3 separate regions of the Mus musculus genome follow, and all the other regions are linked to region 3. A link is a contact called in public ChIA-PET and promoter capture Hi-C data. All regions are on one chromosome and are shown on one strand. The core of a region is the stretch at or near the end of the contact, and the rest is flanking DNA. Distances in the headings are between cores, read along the strand shown.

What was found. Promoter capture Hi-C pulls out the DNA fragments that hold promoters and counts their contacts. ChIA-PET counts read pairs in DNA pulled down with a chosen protein or histone mark.
Region 1: an RNA polymerase II ChIA-PET map of memory CD8 T cells shows a contact between it and region 3, with 5 read pairs. The contact joins the enhancer-like site here to the promoter of Cdk12 in region 3. A contact is called at or near these places in 4 of 115 datasets of contacts at active chromatin or transcription factors (extraembryonic endoderm stem cells, memory CD8 T cells, pancreatic cancer cells and 1 more).
Region 2: a contact with region 3 is called in a promoter capture Hi-C map of pre-B cells. The contact joins the promoter of Lrrc3c here to the promoter of Cdk12 in region 3. A contact is called at or near these places in 3 of 39 promoter capture datasets (cranial neural crest, maxillary cranial neural crest and pre-B cells), 2 of 484 Hi-C or Micro-C datasets (the G1E-ER4 cell line and embryonic stem cells), 4 of 115 datasets of contacts at active chromatin or transcription factors (large pre-B cells, memory CD8 T cells, pancreatic cancer cells and 1 more) and 1 of 9 other capture datasets (liver).

The regions. Positions count from the first base shown.
Region 1 is chr11:97,823,196-97,826,908 of GRCm38.p6, forward strand. It overlaps Lasp1 (LIM and SH3 protein 1), which reads left to right. Exons shown (of 7, transcript NM_010688.5): 4 at 1,647-1,754. Among named protein-coding and RNA genes, the nearest start is that of B230217C12Rik, 16 kb to the right of the region's middle. Within about 2 kb of position 2,171, at least 119 of the 459 cell types and tissues checked have an H3K27ac peak or open chromatin away from gene starts, as enhancers often do. A contact at or near this core is called in memory CD8 T cells, where this site is marked.
Region 2 is chr11:98,596,138-98,599,948 of GRCm38.p6, forward strand. It overlaps Lrrc3c (leucine rich repeat containing 3C), which reads left to right and starts at 2,154. Exons shown (of 2, transcript NM_001195544.1): 1 at 2,154-2,233; 2 at 2,628-3,449. The coding sequence starts at 2,682. The coding sequence ends at 3,449.
Region 3 is chr11:98,201,813-98,205,514 of GRCm38.p6, forward strand. It overlaps Cdk12 (cyclin-dependent kinase 12), which reads left to right and starts at 1,493. Exons shown (of 14, transcript NM_001109626.1): 1 at 1,493-2,598. The coding sequence starts at 1,556. It overlaps Gm38963 (a long non-coding RNA gene), which reads right to left and starts at 818. Exons shown (of 4, transcript XR_880193.2): 1 at 719-818.

The DNA of each region.
Region 1 (3,713 bases), core at 921-3,420, 380 kb before region 3:
TTAGACCTGACTTCTGTTCGTGTTGGAGAAGCCCTTTCTGTAGTGTGTTTTTCATAGAGTTCTCAGGAGAGCGGGGCAGCAGTGCACGGAGGGGCTCTCCTCCGAGCTCGGACCTCTCTTCTGAGGTTCTTTGCTGCAGAACTGCTTCTCAGAGGCCGGCTTGGCGGGCTCCGGAGAGCTATTCTGGCTCGTCAGAGGCTCACTGATGGACTCACGGCTCCCTTGGGCAGCGGCTTTGTCCTTTGACCCACACAGCCTTAGCTCAGCTATTTGCTTTGAAATTCCCCCACACTCTTGGTGGGTCAGGCCATCTCCTGGCTGGGATGCAGGCTGCTAACACTCAGATTTGGCAAGGGCTTTTTTTTTATAGTTGTAGACAGGAAGAGTGTAGGGCTAGGAGCCCAGCATCCCTATGTCTCCGGACATGTGCTGCTAAGCCATGTGACCTTAGGCAGTAGAAATGACATTTTTAAAAAAAAGTGACTCCCCCACCCCCCAACTATTTATTTATTTATTTATTTATTTATTTATTTATTTATGGTTTTTTGAGACAGGGTTTTTCTGTGTAGCCCTGGCTATCCTGGAACTCACTCTGTAGATCAGGCTGGCCTTGAACTCAGAAATCCGCCTGCCTCTGCCTCCCAAGTGCTGGGATTAAAGGAGTGCGCCACCATTGCCCAGCTTATTTATTTTCTTATGTGTTTATTTTATGTATGTGAGTACACTGTAGCTGTTCTCAGACACATCAAAAGAGGGCATCAGATCTCATTACAGGTGGTTGTGAGTCACAGTGTGGTTGCTGGGAATTGAACTCAGGACCTCTGGAAGAGCAGTCAGTGCTCTTAACCAAGTTGACCCATCTCTCCAGCCCAGAAATGACCTTTTTACTCAAAACTTTATTTTGGCTCCCTCAGAGACTCTAAGAGGGCTTCAGACCTTCTAGAGCTGGAGTTACAGATGACTGTGAGTTGCCTCATGGCGCTAGGGATTGGACCTGCGTTACGTGTCACAGAGAGGTGGGCAGTCTGGTGTCTGTTTTGAATGTCCAGTTTGTTCATATGCCCCACTTTAAGAAGAAGGAAAGAAACGTGAACGAAACTAACAATCTAGCTCCAAGCCAATGCCGCAGCTATCTAGAGACAGTTCACTCCCAGACAGTGAGTGGGTAGAGTTGGCACGAGCAGATTGTAAGTCCTATGCAAACCCAGTTGGTGCACAGCAAGCCATCACGTCCATGTTCACTACCACTGCTCGCACCACCATGCCCAGCTAATGCTCTCTTTGGGTGTATTTGGATGTCAGGATTTTGAGCCGAAGTGACTCCATCTTTGTTTCCTTTCTTTTGTGTTCTACGTAATTATTGCAGGTCCTCTGGAAGAGCAGCTAGTATTTGTAACCATTGAGCCATCTTTCCCCTCATAAGATACTGCTTCTTTATAGGCATTCAACGTGTGGCCTCCCTTTAGAGCCCTCTGGATATGACTTAATGGGGCTATTATTGCTCTGACACCTTCTGTCTTAGGCTTCTGCATTGTGTGTACGTGTGGGTGTATGGGGGGCTTGTTTCTGACCAGGGGCCTCAGGCCGGGCAAGCTCATCTTCATGTCCACCTGAACCCAAGCTCTCCTTTTCCTCTTGGCCTCCAGGTGCGCTACAAGGAGGAATTTGAGAAGAATAAGGGCAAAGGTTTCAGCGTGGTGGCAGACACGCCTGAGCTGCAGAGAATCAAGAAGACCCAGGACCAGATCAGCAATGTGAGACCCTGCCCTGATGCCCAGGCTACCCTCTGCCCTCCCTTCTCATCCTCTCCCTGACAACCTCAGCAAAGGCCCACGCCGCAGTGGTCAGATCAGAGGCAAGGGGGAGGGAGTTGAGGTACCCGGGAGCCTTTTCTTTGTTCTCCCTCTTTGGTGGGCACTCTGCCCAAATGGCATTTCCTCCTTAAAGAGACTGCTCTTTTAGAGGCAGACAGATAGACACACAAACACATACAGAGTGTCTAAGTCACCTTCCATTCTCTGGAGCAGACCCCGTTCCCTGGTCATGGTGGGGATGGGGTCGGAGTGCAGATTAGATGCTTGTTTTTAGCACCAGGGTCAAAGCTGGGGTTGGGGGTTGAGCCTCCTGTCTGCCTCTGGGTGCTAACACAGCAGTCATTTCCGCCCTCCCTCGACTGCCTCCCACCTCAGTTTGTTCTTCCTTCCTGTGTGAAAACCCAGCTGGCTTTGCCCACAGGCCCTACACCCCCTCCAGGCCCTTTCAGGCCCAGTCAGGGACTGGTCATTGGTGTCTGGTTGTGAGACATAGGCGTGGAGAGTGGGTGGCGGAGTGACTGTCTCTATATGGTTCTGTAGAGCAGCTGGGGTTAGGGATCATCGCTCAGTTCCACCCTTACATAGCCGCAGACCAGCAGCTTGTATGGCTCCGGGTTTGCAGGGGCCGGGTTGGGAGTATGTGGGTAGGTGCTGCTGGGCGTGACGTCACAGAACATGGGCACAAGCCTGAATGCCGAGTTATAGAACATGCCCCGTCATTGGCAACAGACTCCTTATAAATGAAGGATGAAGCAGGCCGATACGATACCCTCGTGTCTATCACAGGAAAGGGTCTACCAGTTTGCCTGTGTCATTCTGGGCTGAGGGACTAAGGATGGGGAAGACAGGATCCAGATTCAGGTGGCTCGCCTTGCACACACCCTCCAGGATCATCTCTCCCCATTCTGTCGCTGGACAAGTCTCATAGCTCACTGGTCTGCGCCGCCCCCCCCCCCCCCAAACACCCGGCACAGAAGCACCCTCTTGCAGGGTGGTTAACGCTCTGATTCTGCCCTCTGTCTTGTTTAGTGGCACACACCTGTAACTCCCAACATTTGGGAGGCTGAGGCAGGAGAGTCATGGATTCAAAGCCACTTGAGGCTGAGGCACGATCAAGAGGTTGAAGCCGTCCTGGGCTTTATAATAAAACACACGCATGCGCACACACACCCTCTTTCCCATGCACACGAAACAAAGAAAACTTCTTAAAGGAGGGAGGGCTGAAGTTTAGTGATAGAGCGTGCACAGGGCCCAGAGTCCCCTCCCTCGCACTACAAAGAGGAAGCATAAGTGACTGCTTTTTGGGGGGGTGGGGGTGGAGGGGGGACTTGGAAAGTTCATTCAGTATTTTCTCTTGTTTCATTAAAAATGCTGGGGGCAGTCCAACCAAGTGGGCTTTGCAACCCAGTTGTTGGGCTGAAGTTTAAAATGAACAGCCTGTTGAATGACTTCTCCTGAGCTGGAGGGCCTGCCTCAGAAGGCTGCAAACCCTTCTTGGCCCCCCAGGAAAGCCTGCTGCAGTTTGCCCTCTTCCAGTCTGGGCCTGGCTCACACCCTGGCGTTTCCTTTCTGCCTCAGATCACACAAAGGGTAAAAGGGTGTGCCCGGAGCGCCTCAGATCGAAAGAGGGGAAGTGGTGTGGTCTTGGGTGATTGGGAAACTGGGATGGCTCACAAAGGTGGAATCATGTGGCTTTGTGTCTTGAGACGCTTCCGGTCAACCTTTGGGACATTTCATTCATTGATTTACCGGGTTAGTTTGGAAGAGAGAAGTAGCCCTAGCCATCTCTGCCTTACTTTCTTGGAAGGTTTCCCGAGTGTCCTAACACCCAGTCTCTTTCACCTACCTTCCTGCACCCTGTTACTCGACGTTGGGCACATTAAATGCCTGAGGAGTTCT
Region 2 (3,811 bases), core at 904-3,403, 390 kb after region 3:
GGTCCCAACCCCATCACACTTCTAAAACTGCATTTTCAAAAGTAAGTCACGGGGCAGTCTCATGACACATAGAGTCCATAGTTCCAGGAAGGCCACATCATTGCTCGGAGAAACCTGGGGCTGGGTTTGCCACTTTGCTATTACAATCTTGAAATTCTTAAGTTTATAAACAAAAGGCCTCACTCACATCTTTTTTTTTTTTTTTTTTCCGAGACAGGGTTTCTCTGTGTAGCCCTGGCTGTCCTGGAACTCACTTTGTAGACCAGGCTGGCTTCGAACTCAGAAATCCGCCTGCCTCTGCCTCCCGAGTGCTGGGATTAAAGGCGTGCACCACCATGCCTGGCTATCTCACTCACATCTTATTTTGCACCAGACTCTACAGTTATGTGTCTGGTCAAACACAAACTCTTACCAAAAAAAAAAAAAACAAAAAAAAAACAAAACAAAACAAAAAAAAAAACCAGCAAAGATTGGGAAGCTAAGAAAGCAAAAGTGTGAGTTCAAGGCCAGCCTGGACTACACAGTATGTGGTCAGCCTGGGCTACATAGTGAGGCACTACATCAACATATACATTAATTAACTAATTAATTAAATTATTATAACAACCCAACAAGGCTCTTAACCTTCCTAATGTTACGACTGTTTAATATAGTTCCTCATGTTGTGATGACCTCCCCAACCATAAAATTAATTTCATTGCTACTTCATGGCTGTAATTTTGCTACTGTTACGTTATAAATAGCAATGTAAATATCTGTTCTCCAGTGGTCTTAGGTGACCCGTGTGAAAGGGTCGATTGACCCGCCCCCACCCCAGGCTGGTGTGACCCCATAGGCTGAGAACAACTGATCTACATCCATACCCATGACTTCGGGTCACCCCTGTCGCTGCAAAACACAGCAGGTGAGTGGAGCAGGAAAACCTGTGTTGGTGTTGCAACCATAAAGTCAAGTCAGACAGTTCTGGAAAATGTAATGAAAACAATAGCTTTTGGACTTCACTGCCACAAGCTCGCTCACGTCCATTCTGCACGGAGCCCCTCCATTCTGCCACTGTTCACTCACAAGGGCTCAGACATAGACACAAAACACTCTCCGGAGTTCAAATCCTTCCTTCCGGCCACCCCCAGGACATCAGGAGAAGGGATGTAGAAGAATGGTGGGACCCCTGCAAACAATCGTTAGGATGAAGGGTCCTTGAATAAGTCATCGCAGTCTCAGGCTTGAAGAAGGATTCAAATTGCCATCCTGGGAGCCCAAGAACATCTGGGTTGGCCTCTAGTTCAGTACTGAAAAGTTGGCAGGAAAACAATTCACCACATCAGACTTAAAGAGCTTTCAACTCCTAGAGCGACCATCTACAACAGCAAACTGAGACTAAACCACAGCGCCTCCTGGTGGTCAGAAGGGTTGGCCCTGTGAAGATTCAGGGGCATCCTCTGAAGATGAGGAAAAGACCGGGTCGGTACCAGGGACCTACAGAGAACAAAAAAAAAAAAAAAAAAAAAAAAAAAAAAAAAAAAAATAGCGGGAGGGGGCTTGTGCTGCAAGTTGCTGAGAGGGAATCGTAGGATTCTGCACCCAGGGCAACCAAACCACCATCCTTTTGGCCAGCCAGGCTCTGGGCAAGAAAAGGAGGTTCTGGGAGGCCATTCTCGCAGCTGATAGGAGATAGCAACTGCTAAGTTATGAGAGGAAAGCCTGGGGCAGGAAATGGAATCCAGACCTGTCTCCCGAACATCAGGGTCTGGGATCTGCTCTCTCTTGGCATTGCCTGGCCAGGCCATGGCTCAGGTATCTGACACCTGGGGCCTAGAGTCATATGCCAGGAAACTCTACACTCTTGGGCCCCAGGTCACAGCTTTCAGCTGCTGAAGCAAACAGGACTTCTGAAGGAAGAAACGGGTCTCCAGAGCCCACTGGCAGGGGGACTACTTCCGGAAAAAAGGCAGGAGCACAGGAGAGGACTCTGCCACCAACCAGGGTGAGAGGCAGGAAGGAGAAGGGAGAGAGGTGGGAAGGTGAGCTAATCCAGGAGCTGAAGCAGGATGGGGTAGATGCTTTCAGAAAAGGGGGAGTTGATGTGCACAGAAGGCGGCGCCAGAGGCACCCGCTACCTACTTGTATATTCTGAACAACCTGGGATCTATCGCTAATATGTCACTCTTGTGACACGAGTGCCAGCCAGGCCGCCTCCCTGGTGTTTACCTGGCCTCCCTTGGCAGTCATACAGGTACTTAGAGGACAAAAATGTTTATTTCAACGAAGGAAATGAAGATTCAAGCAGAAGAAATAGCTTGGACAGGCCCCTTGGGCCCATTTCAGCAGGGCAAAGGGACAGAAGGACCTCACAGATTAATCTAGAATCAATAGAACCCAAACGTTCCAAGTCTAAGGGATTCCTTCCCCCGGGGTCCTGTTGAAGAGAGAGAGACAGAGACAGAGACAGAGACAGAGACAGAGACAGAGACAGAGACAGACAGAGGGACGGTCGGACAGACCAATGGACCTTGGGCTAAGAGAGCCCTGAAAGGACAGGCTTGGGTCCAGAGAGGGTCCACTGAGGGACTCTAGCAGGAGCGAGTTTCAGTGGGACGTAGAATTCTAACTTTGCTCTTCTGTCGTAGGTTCGTCTATTCCCCAGCTTCTCCTCCACTCCAGGATTATGTTTATCTGCGACCATGCCCCTACTAGCTCCTCGCCTCCTGCCCCTCCTGCTGGTGATTGGCACCGGGGGCTCTGTGCCCCGCCCCCTGGCACTGCCCCAGGGCTGCTACGTAGCAGAAGAAGCCGGGGAACAGACATTCCGCTGCAGCCGGGCTGGTCTGAGTGCCGTGCCCAACGGTATCCCCAACGACACCCGAAAGCTTTACCTGGACGCCAACCAGTTGGCATCAGTGCCAGCTGGTGCCTTCCAGCACCTGCCTGCCCTGGAAGAACTAGACCTGTCTCATAACGCTCTTGTTCATCTCTCAGGGGCTGCTTTCCAGGGCCTGGAGGGCACTCTGCGCCACCTCGACCTCTCTGCCAACCAGCTAGCATCTGTGCCTGTGGCAGCCTTCGTGGGGCTGCAGATCCAAGTGAACCTGTCTGCCAACCCATGGCGCTGCGACTGTGCCCTACAGGAAGTGCTCAGGCACGTCAGGTTGGCTCCAGGCTCCGGGACAGGCATTGTGTGTGGTCCAGAAGCCCGACCAGATCTCGTGGGACACGAGTTCCTTCTGCTCACCAGGGAGGAAGAGCTGTGTGGGACAGGACGAGGTGGGACCCGAAGGAGCACGGATGTGGCCCTGTTAGTCACCATGGGGGGCTGGCTGACACTGGTAGTGGCTTATCTGATCCGCTATGTGTGGCAGAACCGAGATGAGACGCGGCGCCCGGTCAAGCGGGCTCCTCCCGCGCAGCCTGTGCGCTCAGAGGACTCCTCTACACTCAGCACAGTGCTCTGAGCTCTTGGCCCTATGCCCCAGCCTTTCACCTACTGCTCTACCACCTCCTCTGCCCCATCTGCCCTCTATCCCAGCTGTTCTCAAGCCGGGGATGGGGTAGGGGCGTGGAATGACCCTTTCACAGGGGTCACATATCAGATCTCCTGCCTATCAGAGACTTACATTACGATTCATAACAGTATCAAAAGTACAGTTATGAAGAAGCAGCTTGCTCTCTCTCTCTCTCTCTCTCTCTCTCTCTCTCTCTCTCTCTTGGTTGTTCTTTGGAGCACTTTGGTGCCTGGATTTGGGGGCCTGGATTTCTTGGGATTATTCTAGACTCAAAAAATTCCAGAGTTCCTGAATCCATGGGATGGAGGTGG
Region 3 (3,702 bases), core at 243-2,742:
CTTCCAGGAGACGTTACAACTGGCACTTCCTGAAGGTAGTGCACATAGGCTTAGACACGTTTTTTTCCCCGAGTCTCATTGTCTTCTCTGTTTGTAGAAACTGGACGTTTGTTATGGTAAAACATCCCAGCAGTCGAGAAACGGCTGAGGCTGAATAGCCACAACTGGGAGTCCAGCCTGGGTTACTAAGAACGTGCTGTAAGACATCCTGACATTTCCCCCAACTTTGGCACTCTAACCTTTCTACTGACTAGCCCCCCTGAATCCGGGAGTCCTTGCCTGTAAATTCGCAATGAGGACAGTGTCCCATGGGTGTGAGGGCAGAGAAAATGAATGCAAAACGCCTAAACTCAGCAAATTCCGCAGTACCAAGCGTTGTTTGCACATTCAGACTTAAAGCAGGGCGGTGGTGGTGCGTGCTCCATGCCCTTAATCGCAGCACTCCGGAGGCAGAGGCAGGCGGATTTCTGAGTTCGAGGCCAGCCTGGTCTACAGAGTGAGTTCCAGGACAGCCAAGGCTACTCAGAGAAACCCTGTCTCAGAAACCCAAGCCCTACCAGAATCCCCAATATTCAAACTTGCGCTGTAATGTCCCCAATGTTCACTTGTCCCTTGTTTTTTTTTTTTTTTTTAAACCCTATTAAATCAAAAGACTTCTTACAAGCTGTGCTAAGACCCATCCCCACCGGAACCTGGGGATATTTAATCAAAGAATTACCATTTAGGTTTAAATTTTAAAGGTAATCTCCGCAACTTCCGCTCCTATAAAGCCCCCCAAAAGGGGGAGTTGGAAAAGTATCGCGAGAATCTAACGGGCTGCGTTTGCGGCTTGGGTCCCGTTCTCGCGTTTTCTGGTGAAGGAATGTGTCGAGGTGAAAAGGGAAGCGCCAAGTATCGCGGGAGTCCAGCGGAGTCTCGCGATACTTGCGGCATTCGCCCCTCCCCCTCCCCCTCTAGTGCCGTTTCGGTTTAATCTAGTGTGTGAGTGAGTCTGGGCGAGGGAGTGAGATGTGGCTGTGAGGTGTCGGTGTGAGGCGGAGGCTAGCGAAGGGGGCTCCCTCAGGCACGAGGGACAAAGGGGGGGAGCTGAGGCAACCTAGGCCGCGGAGGCCTGGCGACAGGAAGCCAGCCGCCCCGAGCCGGGCGACCGGGTAGGGGAAGGGCCTGCGTAGTCCTCCCGGGGCTCCAGAGCCGCCGTCGGCCCCACAGGCTCCGGCGGACGCCTTCCTACTTCCTTGAGCGCCAGGGCTCGCGGGCCCGAATATCGGCTCGGCGGGGGTGGGCGGCCGTGAGGGGCGGACTCGAGCAGCTCCCGGCGTCGCGCTCCTCCCGTGCCGAGGAACTCTTGGTTTCTTCCCTCTCTCCTTCACCCCCCACCTCATGTAGGAGGGCGCTGAGGCGGCGAGAGGGAGGAGGAGCCTCGCCTGCGGTCCCTGCCCTCCCCACCCCCGTCTAGGGGCTCTTCGGGGGGCGTGGAGTCGGGGCTGGGGGGGAGGGTGGGGCTTTTTGGAGCGCCGGGGAACTTTTTCCCCTGCTTCAGGCCCGGGGAAAGGGAATGCCCAATTCCGAGAGACATGGGGGCAAGAAGGACGGGAGCGGAGGAGCTTCTGGAACTTCGCAGCCGTCATCGGGAGGTGGCAGCTCCAACAGCAGGGAGCGTCACCGCTTGGTGTCGAAGCACAAGCGGCATAAGTCCAAGCACTCCAAAGACGTGGGGCTGGTGACCCCCGAAGCGGCATCTTTGGGTACCATAATCAAACCACTGGTGGAGTACGATGACATCAGCTCTGATTCAGACACCTTCTCCGATGACACGGCCTTCAAATCAGACCGGAGGGAGAACGAGGAACGTCGGGGAACGGATCGGAGCGATCGCCTGCACCGACATCGTCACCACCAGCACCGGCGGTCCCGAGACTTGCTAAAAACTAAACAGACGGAAAAGGAAAAAAATCAGGAAGTCTCCAAATCTGGATCTATGAAGGACCGGGTATCGGGCAGTTCCAAACGGTCCGTGGAGGGGAGTGATGATTATGGGAAGGCCCAGCTATCCAAAAGCGGCAGCAAGGAATCCAGGTCGTCCAAAATGCACAAGGAGAAGACCCGCAAAGAGCGAGAGTTAAAGTCTGGATACAAGGACCGGAGTAAAAGTCATCGGAAAAGGGAAACACCCAAAAGTTACAAAACCGTGGCTAGCCCTAAACGGAGATCCAGGAGTCCCCATAGGAAATGGTCTGACAGTTCCAAGCAAGATGACAGCCCTTCCGGAGCTTCTTATGGCCAAGACTACGATCTTAGCCCCCCAAGGTCTCACACTTCTAGCAACTATGACTCCTACAAGAAGAGTCCTGGAAGTACCTCAAGAAGGCAGTCAATCAGCCCACCTTACAAAGAGCCTTCTGCTTACCAGTCCAGCACTCGGTCACCCAGTCCTTACAGCCGACGACAGAGGTCTGTGAGTCCCTATAGCCGGAGACGGTCCTCCAGCTATGAAAGGAGCGGCTCTTACAGCGGGAGATCACCCAGCCCCTATGGCCGAAGGCGATCAAGCAGCCCTTTCCTGAGCAAGAGGTCTCTGAGTCGGAGTCCACTCCCCAGGTGAGCTGTTGTCTGTCCTTCCTAAGGTAGGGTCGGTTGGGAGGAATTGAAAATGAGTCTTTAACATTTTGTTAAAGCTTTCAGTGTTCTTCTTTGACAAGTCATTTAGGTAAGTTTGGCTTTCCCCTCGCCCAATTGAGAAGTAAACATTCCAAGTGCCTCCAACTATTCAAGCAAGGTAGGTAAGGTACTTTGCAGTAATGGAGAACTTTCAGCTGTGAGAACTTGCTTCTACCTAGCGGGTGCATAGTCTTCAGAACTCGTTTAGCTGTTTGTTGCTTTGTCTTAAAATTTTGTAAGTCGTGTTGATACCAGTGCTTAAACTTTATTGGAACTCACAAGAGAATTTTAAGAAGTTACAAATTTTCGTTTCTACTGTTTGCATAAGTTATCGTAATCAATTTTGTCTACCATGTTCCCAAGTCTATAGTTATCACTGTTTTACTTCTGAAAAGTCCTGTCTTTTAACTGTTAAGTGAAAATTAAGATAACGAGAGTACTTTTTGATAGAGTTTAGCAAAAAGTGATTGAGATTTGTTTACAGTACCAATGTTGACCACTTACTTAGTGTTGAAACACTGGTAGTTTTCAAAATTTTCTTTGAAATATGTGCTAATAATGCCTTCGGCTTGCTATTTTTGTAAGAAAGATTGTTAATTTGAAATTATCTATGAAATTATCTATCCTGTCTCATGTATAGACCCATCTCTGTCCACAACAACAGAACAGGAGCTGTATATTATCTGAGTAGAATCTTAATACTTTTTTTTGTGAACTACGGCAAATTATTTAATTTTTCCATACCAGAGTTTCTTCATTTGGAAGATAGGAATAAAAACTACCTACTTCAAGGCTCTTGTGAAGATTAGTAAATAATGAAGCATGATAAATAATGTGCCATATACATAGTATGACTCAGTACATTTTATAAGTGAATGCCACTGACAGAGAAAATAACTCATGCATATGTTTTATAAATCAGTATATATATCACTGGCTTGAACTTACAACTAAAGTGGATTTGCCTAACTACAGTGCTTAAGTTTTCTTAGTGTTTTCTCATTCTAGTATTAAAAAATTTAATAGGTTGAAGTTTATAAACAT